Linked DNA regions of Ovis aries: region 2 is linked to region 1. The links are chromatin contacts, called in public Hi-C maps. All regions are on one chromosome and are shown on one strand. The core of a region is the stretch at or near the end of the contact, and the rest is flanking DNA. Distances in the headings are between cores, read along the strand shown.

Region 1 (3,579 bases), core at 329-2,828:
TTTGATCTTCTTGCTGTCCAAGGGACTTTCAGGACCTTCTCTTCTCCAGCACCACAGTTTGAAGGCATCAGTTCTTTGGTGTTCTGCCTTCTTTATGGTCTAGCTCTCACAACTCTACATGACCGCTGGGAAGACCATAGCCATAACTATAGGGATCTTTTAGACCCCATTAAAAAGAAAAATTTTTGATAATTCCCAGTCTGTCCATGAGATCTCCCAGGCAAGAATACTGGAGTGGGCTGCCATTTCCTTCTCCAGGGAATCTTCTCAACCCAGGGATTAAACCCACGTCTCTTGTATTGACACTTGGATTCTTTACCACTAGTATCTCCTGGAAAGCCCCATTCTCAGTATAGACATACTTAAAATTTTTGTTAATCTGATGGAGTAAGTAGATTTTTGTCGTTTTAATTTAAATCTCCCAGATTATAAACATTTGAGCACCATTACATTACTTTCATATGTCCATTGGCAGAGTAGATTTCTATTTCTGTTAATTACCTGTTCTGTATCTTTCGTCTGTATTTTTATCAAATGGCTTGTTTTTTTCTTACTGTTTTATAGGGTTAATAATCTTTGGGAGTATATTTTAAAGTTTTAATGTCTTGTATTTCTTTTCCTCATAGTTTGTGGATTTTTAAAATATTAAGAAATTTTTTTCCTTCCCTGAGGTCATAAAAACATTTAATAAGTTTTTAAAGTTTTTGTTTTCAGTTCGGTATGTAATACAACTTGAGATTGTGGTGTTGAGTGTGTGTGTGTATGGGTGTGGGTGGTGGGGCTCTACCCCTTACCCCATAGCAATAGCAAAAAGATTTAAAAATACTACCTTCTTATTATTGAAGGTCCTGAGTATTGACCTCACAATATGGTAGCACTGTTTTCAGAGTAAGTTGATTTGGTTTTGTATCTAATACAAATAAATTTCAGCTTTTTCTATTGCTCAGTTTCCTTTTGTGTGTGAGATTATATATTTTTGCTTAGAAAATTCTCTGTTCTTATAAGTAACTGTATAGTTAAAGAGAGAACTTTGAACAATTCTTGCAGTTTTATTCTGCTGCATTTTTATTATACCCAGTTACCATAAAGGGGTTTCTTAGAGCTGATGGAGGTTTGCTGCATCACAGGCACCATATGCAGTGTATGGAGTGTAAAAAAAAAAAAAAACACACACGTTTTCTGTTGTTGAACTCATTGTGGCATTCTAGTAATGCCCAGTTATGCTCTTACCAAGTTAGTAAACCAAAGTAAGTGTTTTAAACACACTTAGCAGAAAACAGCAGCATTGCCCTGGGGCATGCCAGGGGCTTTCCTACTCCCTAGATTGTGAGTACAGTCTGATTCCAAAAAACAAGACTTTGAGTGCCTTACAAGTTAGATTTTTATCACCAGGGGGCACCCTAGTGTCATCAGTGGAATAAAGGCTGTGTCTGGGAGTTTGCTGTCTTCTGTGACTGCAGAGGGACATCATCGTGATTTGTGGCTTTCCGAGACACACTGAATTGCTCTGTGTGTCCACGCCAGTGATAAAGGCTGGGGCACCAGATGGGAGCGTTGGAGTCGTGTGTGGAATGGCCTTGCACTTTAGGCTCAAGTGCAGCCCGCCTGGGGACACAGTGCTTTGCCGTGATGAGTGCTGGAGTGCCCCTGTGTGGTGAAAATATGCACTCCTCTCAAGTCCAGAAAGTGGTCAGTTCCTTTTGTTTTCTTGGGCTTCTCTGGCGGCTCAGACAGTGAAGAGTCTGCTGGCAATGCAGGAGACCTGGGTTCGATCCCTGGGTCGGGAAGATCCCCTGGAGAAGGAAATGGCAACCCACTCTAGTACTCTTGCCTGGAGAATCCCATGGACAGAGGAGCTTGGTGGGGTACAGTCCACGGGGTCGCAAAGAGTCTGACACGACTGAGTGACTTCACTTTCACTTCACTTTCCTAAGTATTATGGAATAGCTAGGAGGGAAAGAAATTGGCATATTCGTGATACCGTCCTGCATTTTGCAGAGAGCCCAGGCACTGGCCATTTTGCTGTCTCTTTTCCAAACAAGGAATGTGGTTGCCAGCTGTTAACCCAGTTATTTAAGGCACCCTGTTAAAAGAGAGCCGTGATTCTCAGGCTTTTCTTTCCCAGCTGCTTTGTTCACTGTCCCCAGGCGTGGTTCCCGCCTGTGGCTGAGTGGACTTGCAGTGACGGTGAGCAGTGTGTGCAGGTGGTCACGAAGACTCTGTGCTGGTCAGTGGACAAAAACAAGTGTTCATAGTAGTCGACGTGCACTCTGCAACTCCTGTGAAACAGAGGGTGTGTCATGAGCCTTTTGTAGCTGACTGACGTGTCCATTGGAGCCCATTTTAATTTTTTACCTCATTTTTGGATCTGTTTAATAGCAATCAGTATTGGAAAGCTTTCTAATGGTGTTTTAAAATGAAGATATTTAATCTTACTGTCTCCCCATCTGTGTTATTTTGTTAAAAATAAGTGTTATGAGAAGTTGCATGGATAAATAGCCTTTTAATGAGGGTTGCTTTAATGAAATAGCATGTGTTGAACTTTAACAGTTTTTTGAGTTAAACTCTGTTTTCCACTTCCCTGGGCAGCTTCCTCCGTACGGCGGGACAGTTCTGTGTGGCGCACAGGCTGCTGGTGACCTCCCCGACGGTAAGCACGCACCATGGGGGCAGGCTTCCTTCCTTTCCCTTTCTGCTTGACGTTTTTGCTGTAGACTCCAGTAGCTTTAATCACCAAACCACTTTGGCTAATGAATTAAAGTTTATTCTATGCTTCAAAGTGTCAGACCTCCAAGGTGAGTTTTGGAAATAATTGCTCATTACTGTTTGTTTCCTAAGGATCCTCTGGCACAGGTGTACCCATCATAGCCAAGGCTCTCTGTGCGGGTTCTGGAGTGGGCTCTCTGTCGAGTGCACCAGCTGTTGGGCCCAGAGCTGGCAAGTCTCTGAGTACGTGCTTTCCACCTGGCTCAGTGGCAGCTTGTTTCTCTTGTCCTGAGTTTGCGGTTATGTCCACGCCTGTCATCAAGGCTCTTGGGAATTCAGGTGACCTCTTCACCTCCTGTCCTGTTATGACTGAGTAGCTGGCTGTCTCTGTCCCAGACACTGAGCTGATCACTGGAGGTGATGCTTACTCAGTTGCAGCCCTCTCGTGTGTGTTACATGTCACTAACAGTAGGGTCCTCTCATCTTGCCGGCTGCCGCTGCCCGTGTCAAACCTGTCTAGACCGCTTTCCAGTTTGCATCACGCTCAAGGTCCTCACTGGCCTTGGAGAACCTGGAAGCTGAACCTTTTCTTTGAGAGCAGTGATTTGGTTCCCTGTTTCTACAGCATTGTCAGAAAGGGCTTTATTATAATTTAGATTTAAGTATAAACCTTGCAGAGACCATGTAAACTTTTTATCTGCAGACAAATGAGAAAATGATTTTATCTAAAATTATTAGCAGCTTTATAAGAAACGTAAGGTAGAGAAGAGTTCTAATGATGACTTAGGATGAGGATAAAATAAGAGATGTCAGAGGGACCCAGACACCCTTGTCAGGCCCTCCCAGCCTCAGGAGCCCCCCTGTCGTCTACGG
Region 2 (3,579 bases), core at 330-2,829, 210 kb after region 1:
TGGTATCTGAGCCACCCGTGGGGGCTGGATCCAGGTCACGGCCACCAGCCTGCAGCCTCTGCCCCATGGCATCACTCTGAGTGCAGAGCGCCTTACTGGCTGCCCACAGGCCTCAGGCTCTGCTGGGAAATGAGGGCATATGGAAAAGTACTCCGCGGGGAGAGAGTCCTAGACAAACACGAAGTCGCTGGTGGTTTTCAAAGACACGAGCTGCAGCCTCTTAAAATTCCACAGGCCTCCCTGCCATGGATAAAATGCTTTCTGGGGAGATTGCAAATGTTTGCCCTGGTGGGACTTTGTTATAAATGGGCTTGGTTTTGTTTAGTTGGTTATGTTTTTATTTGGTTAAAAAAAAAATCTTGCAAGATCTTAACTGAGGACTCCATGTTAGTCCAAATAAACCAAGAAAGGGCAAGCAAGATGGACGAAGAATCTGACTGCCCCCTGCACACCAGGTCTGGCTTGAGGTCCTGCGTGGCTGCAGAGCCCTCCAGTGGATGGCCCGTCAGCATCAGCCCGTTTCTGGAGTGCCTGCTGTGCGCCAGCCCTCCTGGCCAGCCCTCTGTGGCCCCTCCTTTCTAACCCTCCCAAAGGCTGCACGAGGCAGGAAGTGGTGTTGCATCGTTGTAAAGATGAGGAAACAGGCCAGAAAGGTGGAGGCACTGGCCCCAGGTCACACAGTTGGGAGGTGGCAGGGATGGACAGTGTGGCATATCTGCCTCTTTCAACCATGTCTCACAGCCACGCAGGCTGAAGCCAGGTCTGCCCACAAAGTAACCCTCACGGAGGCTGCTTGGTCACTGAGCTTTCTGGGACACGGAACCCCATGTGTGCCAGCCAGCCTGCGAAGCCACCCAGTGAACAACTCTCCTCTGGCACCCAGATGCAGACTATCACCCAGGCTGAGGCCAGAGAAAGGCCATGTGCAGACCCCTCCCAGCCACTTAACCCCCCACCCCTGCACCACGCTGGGCCAGCTCCCCACAGCAGAGGCCAACCCTGCTCCCACTGAGGCCCTAACAACCCACCCAACAAGGAAATGTCTCTGAAGTCCTTATCTTCAGAGCTTCGCTCCTGGACTTTGGGGAAGGTGGTTGGCCTGTGTCTAAGAAATCTGCTTCAGGTGAACCTCCACTCCACCCGGCGGATGACCTCGGTGTCTGCGCACGTGTTAACTCCTCAGCTTCTCCCCTGAGCCCAGCAGGCTGACATGTGACTTTCACTGGCTCTTCCATCCCGAGTTCTCCGATTTTAACCAGCTCCAATTCAGAGTTGAGCACCACACCTTTCCCTGCCCCAGCCCTTCCCCGAATCCTCAGTCTCCATCACACTGACACTAATGCTCCCTCTCCCTGCTGCTGTTTTTTAGCATGAATCACAGTGTATAATTACACATTCAGTTTCTTGTGTTTGTGTTTACTGAGGGCAGAGGCCTTGCCGGCACATAGTAGGTAATCAGTAAATATTTGTGGACTGGCAAGCTGGATGAGACAATGGTGTGGGAATTTTTCTGTGGCCTCTGCAGCGTGCAGTGTGGGTGCATTTGCTGTCCAATGGCGCCCTCTGGTGGATGCGATGCCGCCGCCAGGCTGAGGACTGACCCTCCTTTGCTTTCAGCATTGTCCCCAGCCCTGTGCTACCTGGGATCAGTGAAGGTTTAATTTATTGTTTTCGGTTCCTTGTTATTCAAGGAAGTTATTACTAACTGTTTTCAAACTCAGTGCTTTAAAAATTCTTAGGTCCCTGTATGTGTTTGGCTGTGCCAGATCTGAGCCGTGGCACGTGGAAATCTTCAGTTGTGGATGCGGCTTGCGGGGTCTGGTTTCCTGACCAGGGATCGAACCTGAGCCCCTGCATTGGGAGCACGGAGTCTTAGCCACTGGAAAGTCCCTGAACTCAGTATTTTAAAAAGTAAAAGCAGAGACGGATCTAGGTTAGAAGACAGTGTGTTTATTCTAAACGTCCATGTGGACTCGCTCCTTCCTTCCTCCCTGTGAGAACCTCGATGAAAGTCTGTTGGTCTATAAAATGGGTGCACTGTTACCAGCCTGGGAGGTCATAGGGAACATGTGATCTGGTCACAGAGGAAGACATTTTGGAAACTGGAAATGTAAAAATCACATCTTGGCGATCGTTACCATTATTTATCTATGTACGTGGGGCTTTTCTTGGAACTCAAGTTCTCCCAGCCTGGGGATGGTACTGGTGTGTTGGAGGACTGGTTGCTGCCTGTAAGTCTGAGTTTCCTGGTGGACCTGTGGCTGGATGGCGTGTGGAGCTTGGCCGTGCCATGCCTGGCCTGTCAGGGAGAGGCCTTCAGGGTTGCTGCGCCTGTGTTGCGAGCGAGTCAGAGCTTCTGCACCCGGAGGGCCACGTCCCCTTCAGAGTGGGCCCAGCAGCACCTGGTGATCCGATGATGCCTCCAGGCCTTCAGACAGACCTGCCGCTGGCCTCCGAGCAGGGTGACCCCCTTTGGGCTGGCCAGGGTGGGGGAAGTAGCAGAGCTGTTCCAAGACGGCAGACCTGCAAGGGCCACCTGCCCTGTGCAGCCTCACCAGACCCAACGGCAGCCAGGCGCTGACTCTGAAGGAGCCCTCTCATCTCCTTTCCTGACTTGTCCCACACGACGTCCTCAAGGGCGACAGAACGAGATGCAACAGAAGCAGCAAAATTAAACCCCAGACGCTTCATTTGATTTGAACATTGCTTCTTTAGCGATTTGAGGTCTCAAGTTGCCCCCACAAATTCCTCAAAACAAAGTATGTGCCGCTGACACTTGCCTCTGCATCCCCCAGAACAGTGATGACTGGCCACGCTTCCCCAAACACACCGTGGCGTCCATCTCAGCTGGCGCCTTCTAGGGGATGCTGTTTCTTCGTGACTCAGCCTCAGCAGGTTTCTGATCCTGGGAATCGACCTCCCTCTTCTAGTTATCCAGCTTGCTGGCCATAGTTGCTCACCGTGGTCTCTTGTGATCTTCCTCTGGCATCAGTTATAATGCATAGTCTTTCATTTCTAGTTTTATCAAGTCTGCACAGAGCTATAACTAATGTGGAGATTGGAGTCAGTGATCAAAAACCTCCCAACAAGTCCAGGAATAGATGGCTTCACTGGTGAATCCCAGCAAGCACTCAAGGGACTTTTAAAACTGTTTTTATTTCCAAGCACACTAAAAAATTAAGGAAGCTTTAGGGCAAAGCTAAGTGAGATGAGGTGCATCAACTGAGAGTAAAATGAAAAATGTGGAAATGGCGACCTGTGTGAGCGCGACCTTGGTGCTAAGTCACACGTCTCAGGCGCTGAAGGGGCTCTGGACACTGGCCCGGGTGTGGTGTCCATGAGCCGAGGCAAAGCTGAGCACGGAATCACGCCCACAACCCACCAAGAACCGGCTACTGGACAGACTGCTGGACAACGTCAGTTGGTGACTTTATTTCTTACAAAAGTTACATTGAAAGAAGAGGTTGAAAAGTCAAGTATACTTGATTTGCACATATTTGCCAAGTCTCACAGGATTCAACCACTTCGATAATTTTATTGATAACCAGGATATACATATTAAAAGCCTCACATTGAAGC

Evidence for each region. Hi-C and Micro-C count contacts between places; a contact is called where the count stands out from the background.
Region 2: a contact with region 1 is called in a Hi-C map of hypothalamus, with 5 times the contacts expected there. The contact joins two enhancer-like sites. A contact is called at or near these places in 8 of 16 Hi-C or Micro-C datasets (blood, hypothalamus, mesenteric adipose tissue and 4 more).

What each region holds. Positions count from the first base shown.
Region 1 is chr14:10,441,618-10,445,196 of ARS-UI_Ramb_v3.0, forward strand. USP10 (ubiquitin specific peptidase 10) reads left to right here. Exons shown (of 14, transcript XM_027977691.3): 3 at 2,590-2,650. Among named protein-coding and RNA genes, the nearest start is that of USP10, 34 kb to the left of the region's middle. Within about 2 kb of position 1,579, at least 16 of the 54 cell types and tissues checked have an H3K27ac peak or open chromatin away from gene starts, as enhancers often do. A contact at or near this core is called in hypothalamus, where this site is marked.
Region 2 is chr14:10,648,307-10,651,885 of ARS-UI_Ramb_v3.0, forward strand. It overlaps a transcript of ZDHHC7 not described here. Among named protein-coding and RNA genes, the nearest start is that of ZDHHC7, 8.2 kb to the right of the region's middle. Within about 2 kb of position 1,580, at least 7 of the 54 cell types and tissues checked have an H3K27ac peak or open chromatin away from gene starts, as enhancers often do. A contact at or near this core is called in hypothalamus, where this site is marked.